2 separate regions of the Mus musculus genome follow, and region 2 is linked to region 1. A link is a contact called in public Hi-C data. All regions are on one chromosome and are shown on one strand. The core of a region is the stretch at or near the end of the contact, and the rest is flanking DNA. Distances in the headings are between cores, read along the strand shown.

Region 1 (5,448 bases), core at 2,525-5,024:
TGAGTTCTGTTTTCAAATCTTTCTAGAAATTGTTCATGTCAAATATATTGCTCTTTCCAATGATCAACCTTAGAGTTTATTATTTTTATTATTTTTCCTGTTTTTATTTCCTTGGTATCTTCTCTAATTTGGTCTCCCTCCACCCTCCTTTCTCTTTTCCTTGCCTCTCTCCTTCCCTCCCTCCCTTCCCCTCTTTATGTTTAGTTTTTTCTCCCTCTGTGGTGTCTTCAAGTAGAAAGTTACATTAGTGGTTTGCAATCTACTTTTATAGGGTAACTTGCCTTCTGTGCACTGTGAATCTATGCCACAAACGTTTTGGTATGAGGTTCTCTAGTTTCCCTTCACCTTGAAATATTTCTATGACATTTCCTGTATTGTTCCTCCTGATCTATTGCTTATGTAAGCATGTCTTAATTACTTTATACACATTTTGGATTCTCTGTGCAGTTCTGTTATTGGCTTCTGATTGCACAACAAAATAGTTGGAGAGCATTTTTATATTTTTTGATCCTTATTTTAAGCATGTTGAGGCTTGCCCAATAGCAGCCTAGTATGTAGTTTATTCTAGAGTGGTGCCAACTCTAAAAATTACAGTCTCAACACCATACTACCAAATGTTGAAATCCCCATGCACCACAAGATTGAGATTCCAAAATGTTTTAAAGGCCAATGCCATTATCCCCAAAGCTTGAAGTGTTGAATGTTGAAATCTTGAGACCAGTAGCACCTATTATGGGACTGAAAAGTCATGTGAGAGCGACAGAGAGCCAAATCCTCTGAAGGGATTAATGTGATTTTGGTTGCATGTCACATAGCTGCAGCGTATCTGGTGAATGAATGCCTAAAAACTGGGCTGTGTCTTTGAGGGCGTTTCCAAAAGAGAGTGTGGTGTGAGCCTGAGTGCATGAAGTGCATCTCTGCCATGTACAAAGATGGATATGGATTGCATCTCAAAGGAAGCAGTGGCCATTCCTCATAACCTGAAACTCGAAGTCACAATTAATGGTAGATGTTGAGCCAGCTCTTCAGACTGCCTCATGTGATTACCCACCACCATCTGTCTACAGAATGCTTTTTATGTGTTCATCTTTTCCTTTATGAGTTTTTTCTTTAGATTTTTATCACTCAATTCCCTGGCTTTATTAACATACTCGTTTGTGTGTTTGTTTGTTTTGGCAGCACTGGGAATTGAACCCAGGGCTTCATTAATGCGAGGCAGGTCCTCCAGCACTGTGCTACCTCCCTAGCTCTACCTGCATTATTTTAAATCCTCACTGTTACATTTTATAATTTTCTTTACCATGTATTTCATCTTGTCATTTTCAATACTAAGAGTATACATTTTATTAAGACTTTTAAAGATTTGAAATTTATTTCATGCATTATTTATAGATCTGGCTCAGCATAAGAGTAGTATCATGGGTTTTGAACTTGCATGTAAGTATCGAGAGTATAAGGCAAGTCACTGGAAGGCCCATAATAAATGACAAGACACTCTTTTTGGTGCATCTGCACACATAGACTATGCAGTTCCTCAAGATCCTGGCTCTTTGAGAGACTGAATAGGAGATGGTTACCTGTTGTGATTTTCATTTACTTTTTAAAATTGAAAATAACATTTTTCATATTATAATTAAAAAAACAATATTGTGAAAATTCATTTCTATCATTGAATTTTGATGGTGGTAGTTATAACACTACACATATTTAATTACCAGCCACAGAGTTATACATGTAAACTTTTAACTTTTTGGACTATCCCTTTATTGAATATAATCTGTTCAAAACTATTATGTAACTGTTATTGGTATATCTATTTATGCTTACAAAACATATGTTGTTATTTCCCATTTTATTGTGCAAAGTAGTCTACCAAGTCTTTAGCTTTTCAAATGTATCCTTTAAAAATACTGTAGATAAGTATTTGTGTGTGTGTGTGTGTGTGTGTGTGTGTGTGTGTGTGTGTATGTGTGTGTGTGTATGTGTGTGTGTGTGTACTGCTGGAGACCAAACCTAGAGCCTTGTATGTGCTAGGCAAGCACTTAACCACTGAGCTTTATTCTTATCTCCAATTAACTTTTTTCAAAGTATTGCTTCCAGTTATGTTTGTACAATTATTATTTTCAGATTTTGACTTTTCAGTATGCTTAGACTTTAGGAATTTTGACCAGTTTGTATTTCAGCATTTTGAATTATGCCCTTTGGCTGGTGGTGTCTGTGTGGTGTTTGGAATTATAGTTAGGCTCTTATACATACAAGGCAGACACTCCATCACTGAGTTATAGTGAATTAAGGTCCTTTGTATTGTGTCTTTTGAAATAATGGTCCAAATTCATCCTGGAGAAAGTGCCGTGTGCATTTGTGAAGAACATGCAGTAGAATGTGATAGTCCTGATGATGGGGTGGGGGATCCCGTAGGATCAATAGCATTGTTGAAATCTTTTATTTCCTTAGAAATTTGCTTTCTGTGCCTTTTAATCCATTGTTGAAAGTAAAATATTTAAGTCTTTAGCTCTTGTTGTTCAGTTGTCCATTTTGCTCTTCAGTTCCTGCCACAGTTTTTTGAGTGATGCTGTAGTTGATATGTATGTATTCATACTTATGTTAGTTCCTTGATTATTTGATACTCTTTAAAAATTAAACTTCTCCAGTATCTGAAAACATATATTGTATTAATTTGTTTCATTTGATATTAATATAATATATATATATATATATATATATATATATATATACACACATACATACATATATATATGTTTATTGTCAGCACAGTAAATCATATCATTTACATGTGACTCCAATTCATCTCCTATAAACAACTGAACCTTTTAGAAAAATCTAGGTTGAGAGTCTTTGCATTTTAATTTGGCTGTTGAAATCTTTCACATGTACTACTGCTGTTGCTATAGTTGGATGTACTTTTGCTTTCTCAGACTTTTATGTATGTTTAGTATCTACTTGTTCTTCTATTTTTTTATTAATCCCTTCAACACTAAATTAATATTTTTTAGTGTGGTATTTTAATTACTTTAACAATTCTTCCAAAATGTATTTTGTCCCCTTGGTGTTTCTCTGGGGGTTGTCATACACAACGTAACCTCCCATTCTTTGCTCATCCCAGCTTCAGTGTCCATCCCGCTAATGGAAATGCTCATCAAAGAAACAGATTTTAAATCCAATAACAGACTTCCAGTCTCCCTTTCACTCAGCTACTGTTTGATCTTGTTAATTGCTCTATTTTTGAATCTTGTCTTGAGTGGTTTGCGGGACGGTGTTCCGTCCTGCTCTTCCCCTACACAATCACGTACTCTTGTTCTGTCTTCTGTCACAGTTTCTTTTAGACATCAAAATATGGTTTGGGCCCAGCCCCCAGGGCTGCCTCTCCTGTCTTCCTTCATTACTCATTAGTTACTCCAGTTCACCGGAGACTGTAACTCATCTTTCCTCTGAACTTGAAGCTCCATAACAAATTTGCCTTCTTAGCATCCCCACTTTGGATGCTTAGTAGACGTCTACATTTTGCCACATTCAGAGATAGACGACCAAGCCTGCCATACCCTAGTTAACATTGTTAATACTAATCCAGTTTCTAACGGATGCTCAGGCTAAAAATCCTTGGAGGAACTCTTGCCTTGGTCCTCTCTGTCTGTCATGCTCCCTCACCCAGTGTATTAGCAAACATTGTCAGCTGTCTCCTTTCAGATTTATCTACAACTTAAACACTTCCTCAATTACCACTGCTCTTAGAACAGCCAGTGCATTCCTCTGTCTGGATTCCTGCAATTACCACCATCCCAGCTTCCTGCTACAGTGTATTCACAGAGCGAGTAGCCAGGGTGATGTTTTGAGAAAGTCAAGTGAATTTAGCTTGATTCCCACAGTTGGTATGTGAGTTCTGGTTCTTGGTAGAAGCCTCACTGGCCTCTCTCCGTCTCTGTTTCTGTCTCTCTGTCTCTGTCCCTGTCTCTGTCTCTCTGACACCCTCTCTGTCTTTCTCTGTGTCTCTCTGTCTCTGTCTCTGTCTCTCTGACACTCTCTCTGTCTCTCTGACACTCTCTCTGTTTCTCTCTGTGTTTCTCTGTCTCTGTCTCTCTCTCTCTCCCGGTAATGACTGCTTAGGTGTTTTCACAATAAAGTATCTGGACTTCTCTAGAATATAAATGACATTTCAAGAGATCAGGAAGGTAGAAGCTGTCTTTTTTAGTAATCTAATGTTGGAAGTTACATAGCACCCCTCTGTCAGGTTCATGAGCCAAGTTTTTAAATCTGACACTCATTTTAGGAGGGAAGAAATAGGCTTCTCCTCTTCAAAGGAGGATTGCTGTAAAGCTTCCAGATGTAAAACCTCCATGGGGTCTTCCCCAGATGCTTCTCCGGCCTCATTTTCTTCAATTTCCTCATTCCGTGCTTAACTTTTACCTTTACCATTCATAAACCATGACAGACAGGCATGTCGCCACCTCAGGGCCTGTGAGCTGCCTCTGCCTGGAAGGGGCTTTCTGGCTGACAGTCACATAGCTCTGTCACCTCTCCCATCTCTGCTCAAAGGTCAGCTCATCTTGAAAAAAATATCTTTTGCGCTTAGTTACAACAACACATTCCCTTTTACCTCTATTCCTGCCTTCTGTGCCTGTCTCTCCTTGTGGTTTGTGTCATTACATGACATGGGCTGCATCTTTTTTATTGGATTATTACCTTCATTCATAAGTGCCTCCTTTCAACTGAAAAGTTCCCAAAGAGAGCAGGGATCTGGTGTGTTTAGTTGACTCCTGTAACCCCCATGTCTTGAGTAACCCCCTTTTCTACTACCGATTTTTGGAACTATTGTTTTACATGACTGAAAACATTAACCTACTGTGTTTATAATTACACTGAGGGAATTTGTATCTACATCCATGTAGAAGAATCAGATGCTCAGGAAAGCAGTTGAGAAGTAGTGACCATGTGGGTGAACTTGGGTCAACTTCTTATTTTGAATGTTATCTTTTATCTTGTATATGTTTACCTAGCATTTTACCCAGAATTATAGTTACAGACCTCTGAATAACTTCTCAACATATAATTTGACTTCTTTATCCAATTTATTATTAGTAATTCATGATTCACCCAAGGCCTTTTGGACTGTTGTTAAATTGTAAATAGCAAACAAAACAACAAACAAACAAACAAAAACATCATAAAACAAAAAGCTATTATATACACATACTGCTTTTGTGCCTGAAAACTCCCTCTTCCCACAAACTTTTAGTGAGTGTGCTGTGAACAGTGCTTTGATAGACCAAATAAAGTAATTAGCTCCCCCAAAGTTGGAAGAGTTGTAGATATAGGTCCAGTTAGTAAAATGTCGTGATTCCATGAATCTCCATTGTAACTTACTTGATTTATTTTGCTTTTGCATCTATAATACATGTTTATGTATTAATTTGCTATTCTTTTTTAAGGTTT
Region 2 (5,605 bases), core at 2,902-5,401, 210 kb after region 1:
ATGCCATCTAGGACTATGGCAGTCTTGGCCTGTACTGCCACTGGGGGCCACATCTGAGTTCATGGTCCTGCAACAACAGCGGTCTGTTACCACCAAAGGCCAGGTAGACATCCCTGATCTGAGCTGTAGCCTGGAGACATGTTGGTATCTGAGGGCTGTGCAGAACTGGATCTACCCCTCGCCTGGGCTTTGTGGGAGAGCTGGCCCTGGGGGTGGGAGAGCAAGAGAGCTGACTCAGCTTCTAGCCACCTGCAGTAATCCAAAGAGCATCCCACACATTGCCTAGGGGACACGGCAGAGCTGGCCATGGTTGCAGGAATTTTGGGTAAGTCATCCCCAAGAATAATGCGCATGGGAGAGCTGGCTCTGCTATCTGTCTCCCATGCAGTGACATGGGTGACAAGAGATCCCCCTTCTCCCAGCTCCCCTCTCGCCACCTGCAACAGGTGGGAGACTTGGCCCTGTACCTTGCCCAGGCAGTTCAGTAAAGCTGATCATGGTGGCAGGGGCAGGGGTGAGCCACCCGGAGGGTATGAGCGTAGGAGAGCTGGCCCCACCATTTCCCTGCCGTTAACATGGGTGAGGGAGAGATGCTCCTTTCCTTACACCCCTTGACATCTACAGCAGGCAGGTGAGCTGGCCCTGCCCATCACCTGCTGCAGCACTAGGAAGAGCCAGCTCTGCACTTTGCCTAGGCAGCACAGTAAAGCTAGCTCATATTCTTGGGAATAACTCATCCAAACTTCCTGCAACCATGGCCAGCTCTACTGTGCCTCCTATGCAATGTGGGTGAGCTGGCCAGAGGGTGTAAACACAGGTGAGTGGACCCTGACACTTGTCTGCTGTGCTGTGCTGTGCTGTGGTACAGATGAGGGAAAGACTCTCTCCTCCTCTCCCTTGTCCCTCACCACTGGTGGCAGGCAGGAGAGCTCTCTTGTCCCTCACCCCTGGGCCATGAGAGTGAGAGAATTGTCCCTGACCCGTGCCTGTTGTAGTACTCAGGAAAACAGGCCCTATACCTTGTCTGAGCTGTACAGCAGAGCTGTCCTTAATGGCATGGGTGCAGATGAACCAGTCCTGAGGCCATGAGAACAAGAGAGCTGGCTCTGCCCCTTGCTGGTGGTGGCATTGAATGGGCCAGCCAGTGCAGGGCAAGAGAACTCCCCCCGATGATGTGGGAGCAGGAGAGCTGGAGGGCTGAGCCGTTCAGATACTTCTCAGGCCTAGATCCAGGGCTTTGGATTGGCCCATTCCAATATCTACCCATCTATGAACTACTGAAGTGCATGAAGGGGCCAGTCCCACAGATCCAACATTACAGGATCTCCACAGCACAGGGTAACCAAAGCAACATGAGAAGAATCCCAGTGAGGGTCTAGTATTGATAGTGTAGCAAAAGCCAGAGGCCTTGTACCAGATCAACATAACAGATCAACAACTCATTACAATGAATGTTTGCAAGCATGGGCAAAAAGAGTATACTGTGAGACACAGTGTGACATACTCCAGCTGCCACATGAATTTTTTTCTCTCTTAGTGGGGGTGGCAAGGGTAGAGGGAGGAGAAGAGAGGAGAGGGAGATGAGTAGGACTAGGAAGTACAATGTGAAATACACAAGGAACCTGTAATACATGAATGAGTGAATGAATGAATGAATGAATGAATGATGGGAAGGGAGAGAGAGAGAGAGAGAGAGAGAGAGAGAGAGAGAGAGAGAGAGAGACTTAAGCCCCAAGTTGCCACTTTGGGACAGACTATTTCACCATCCCACATGATGTTGGATATTAATACTGGAGAACTTAACATTTACTAGAATTTTTTCTATTGAAGGAATAAGAAATTATAAGGAATGGGAAACTAGAAAAATTACTATTTTGCAAGCTGCAGTGGGTAGCTGACTCAGACAAGGAACATCAATGGATGTCAGAGTCGTTGGGCAAAGCACTGTTCAAATCAGGGTGTGTTCCCTTTACCAAAGCACTACCCCACAAGAGCTTGATAACAACATGGAAAACGTTCCACCTACAAAGGAAAGAGGTGGTGACTGTCACCTTAGTCCTATCATCAAACCTCATTGTTTTAGTCACTGTTGTGCAGAGGCAACATGAAATGGGATCTGCTGAGGTGATGCGGTGGGAAGGGCATGGGTGTCTGTGATGGATTTTCTTCAAAACATGTTTACCTCAATATCTCTCAATTTACTTTATAGAAAACATAGTGGAGAAAGACTGGCCTTTCCAAATGACATTGTGGCTTTTGCTATAAACTCCTGTTCTCTGAATGGCCCCAAAATGTCCTCAGTTTTCAGTCTGCCCTGTGCTCTCTTTGGAAGGCAAGAGATAATGTTTTCTGAGCTCTTTAAAAGTTGACCATGAAAAACTTGCTGATTTAATGCAAGTTTCTTTAGCATTTCTCTAAAGAAAATAAAATCAGTGGTCTAGAAGTCTTGTTTAATAGACAGGTGCTTTTAGAACTGACTTATCTGCTAAACTGTTTTTCTGGTATGAAATTTAGAGTGCCTTGGAAAACAGCTTTCAATGAAAATGTATTTCTCTCTTGACTAATTTGACCTATTTGTTTCAGAGGTAGCCTAGTAGAAAGATAAAAACATTAGGGTTTTTTTTTCCTGAGTTCAAAGATAGATTTGTGGCATCTAGGGAAAAAGCTTAGAGACCATCACCAATACTCTGCTCCATTTCTTCACTGATTGAGTCTGTTGGCTACAGGAATGCCATTCATGTTGTTCTCTCAAGTACATGAGTAGAATCGGATGCAGAGTAGGCTCTGTAGGTGGTAGAGTGGAGGACTAAGCAAAATACTGTATATGAAAACTCTTTGGAAATTTGGAAGATCCTCCCAAATTCTGCCCCTTTGTTTGCTTATTAGTGGTTGGTCTTGAATGACCTTGTGTGTGGCAGCATTTCTGTAGACTCTACAGTGTAGCTGTTTCCCTATATCTATCTATCTATCTATCTATCTATCTATCTATCTATCTATCTATCTATCTATCTACCTACCTACCTACCTACCTACCTACCTACCTACTTACCTACCTACCTACCTATCTATCTACATTAGAGACCAGGAAGAAGATAGTGTTAAAGGGTTAATTTTACTGAAATTGTAGATTGGTTTTGGTTACAGCAGCTACACTATACATTCCTCAACTTGTCCAATTAAAGAACCTGGCAAGTGTTTTGATATCTGACAGCTCTGCTGTCAAGCAATTCTGTTCTACAATTAATCAAGCTGTAGCCATTTCCCCAACCACTGCCGTAATATAATGGCATCATTGTATGTGCAAGCACAATATACTTGTATACTGTTTAAAAGGCAGCAAAGCAAATGAACACTACAAATTCACTACGCCGTACATGCAGTTGTATCATCAAGATTTACTGTTGAACTCATGCTGTTTTAATGCTTTACTGTGTCTGACTGAGCTCAGATATCGCTATTTAGGTGCTGGTTGCTGGTTTCCGATTTCCGAAATTGAGATTCTGCCTTCTTTGGGATGTTTTCAGCTTTGTCTGGATAACACTGTACCAATGGCTCGAATCCTTTAATGATTGGATGTCAGCTCCTGGGTTTTGATTGCTGTTTTGTCTGGATCAGTGTTAGACACAACTGCAGGTCCTACTCCCCTTCGTCCCCCTCCCAGTGACTTCCTGCTGCAAATGAGTTTGCCACAAATCACGATGCCTGCAACAAGCATCTCTGGGAAGCTGTTCCATTTCTCCTTGGCAACTTGCCACTTTGTGCCTTTACTTGTAACACTGAAATGCCTGAATTTACCAAAGGACTTGGCTTCTCTGTGAAATTAACTATTTCATGGGAGTCTTTCTCTTCTACCAGAAGTATGTGTTTCTCCTAGGCACTTACTAGGTAGGCATGTTGGTCAGCTTTGACCAAACAAACAAGTGCCATTTTTCATTGATATCATTTCCTGTTTATAGATCTAATCTGATAAGCAGTCAAATTACAAGTTAGCAGAAAGGTCATCTAGAAATTACAAATGAAATGGTCAAAATGTATTTGAAAAGTAGATCTGATCCCTTGCTTCAGGAGGCAATTAGGACTCCTTACACGGATGGCATTTGGTGATGTTCAGATGTATGGACATCCTCGTGTAACTGGCATTGCTGATACCATCTGGAAGATGGGACAAGAATGCTGTGAGTCATGGCTGAATTGCTCCCGGAGAATGTGATACATACAACTTCATCCGTAGGGTGAAGAAGGATCATCAGCTGAAAAGTGCAATTTATGTACACACTGACAAATGCCACCGTGAGTCTCTTGTCACTTAGGGAAGCGAGTGAATAAATATAACCAGACTGCTGCATTCAGTGGATGTGGGATGTGGGGTGTGTGTGTGTGTGTGTGTGTGTGTGTGTGTGTGTGTGTGTGTGTGTGTGTGCCAAGCCCAGGATGAACTATGAAGCAAATCAGGATTTGCAAGTTTCTCCTTTGTTTCTTCCACTGACTCATGATCTGATCTCCATGCTGTTCCGAGGTTTTGGTTTGTAATAAAACCAATTACTTTTTATATTCTTTTGTCAAAGTTTTAATTAGCATACAAAATGCCATGGTGGCATTTTCAAATGAAGTTGTTTGGTTGATTCGGATTCGGCTTTTCTTCCTGTCTTGCTGCTCCCACACACATACTCGTACCCCCACCCCCACCCCAAGCCCAGGAGCCTCCTGCTTTCTCACCGCATGTGTCTGAGTCCTCACCTGTCTCCCCAGCACTTTGTTTCTGGTTTCGGTGGCCTATAGCCACATCCATACTTACATACATGCACAAAAACATTAAAGTCTAGGATCCATGTGTGAGAGAGCATGTGCCGTTTCTGTTCCTGAGTTTGGATCACTTCTCTTAATATAACCCTTTCCAGCTTCACTCACTTGCCTGAATTTCCATTTTGCCTTATAGCTGAATAAAATTCCATTCCGTGCATGGACCACATTTTCATCATCCATTCTTCTGCTGAATGGTCATCCATGTGTGTTTCATTTCCCTACCACTGTGGGTATGCAGCTGTAAGCGCCAACGTATGAGATCTCTGTGGCAGAATATAGAGCCCTTTGGGTGCATGCCTAGGAGTGGTATAGCTGAGTCATTTAGTAGCACTCTGTTTAACTTTTAAAAAGATTTTATTTTAATCACATATAGATGTGTGTGGATGTGTATATTATGCAGGTGACTATAGAGACCAGAAGGTAATGTCAGATTTCCTGTGATCAGCCTCATATGGATGGTGGGAATTGAACCCAGGTCCTCTGGAAGAGCAACCAGTGCTCTTAAGTGCTGAGCCATCCATCCAGCCCTGTCTGGGTTTAGTTTTTTGAGAAATCTCCACATTGATTTCCATAATAGCTGTCCTAGTTCACCTTACTCCTCTTTCCCTACATCCTCGCCAGCATTTTAGCCATCTACTTTCTTGACAATGGCCATTCTGACTAGGGAGAGGTTGGGTTTTAATGTAAAAGCATGACACATGTGTCACAGAATGTGAGTTACAGATTGTTGGCACTGTGTCAGGAGCAAACGAGCTGGGTTTCATACAGCAGTCTGGCCTGGCCATAGACCTAATAGGGCTTG

Evidence for each region. Hi-C and Micro-C count contacts between places; a contact is called where the count stands out from the background.
Region 2: a contact with region 1 is called in a Hi-C map of the N1E-115 cell line, with 1.8 times the contacts expected there. The contact joins two enhancer-like sites. A contact is called at or near these places in 1 of 15 datasets of contacts at CTCF or cohesin (the NIH/3T3 cell line) and 1 of 484 Hi-C or Micro-C datasets (the N1E-115 cell line).

Annotation. Positions count from the first base shown.
Region 1 is chr2:61,067,452-61,072,899 of GRCm38.p6, forward strand. No RefSeq gene overlaps it. Among named protein-coding and RNA genes, the nearest start is that of Gm39833, 57 kb to the right of the region's middle. Within about 2 kb of position 3,775, at least 17 of the 459 cell types and tissues checked have an H3K27ac peak or open chromatin away from gene starts, as enhancers often do. A contact at or near this core is called in the N1E-115 cell line, where this site is marked.
Region 2 is chr2:61,280,725-61,286,329 of GRCm38.p6, forward strand. No RefSeq gene overlaps it. Among named protein-coding and RNA genes, the nearest start is that of Gm26422, 3.2 kb to the left of the region's middle. Within about 2 kb of position 4,152, at least 17 of the 459 cell types and tissues checked have an H3K27ac peak or open chromatin away from gene starts, as enhancers often do. A contact at or near this core is called in the N1E-115 cell line, where this site is marked.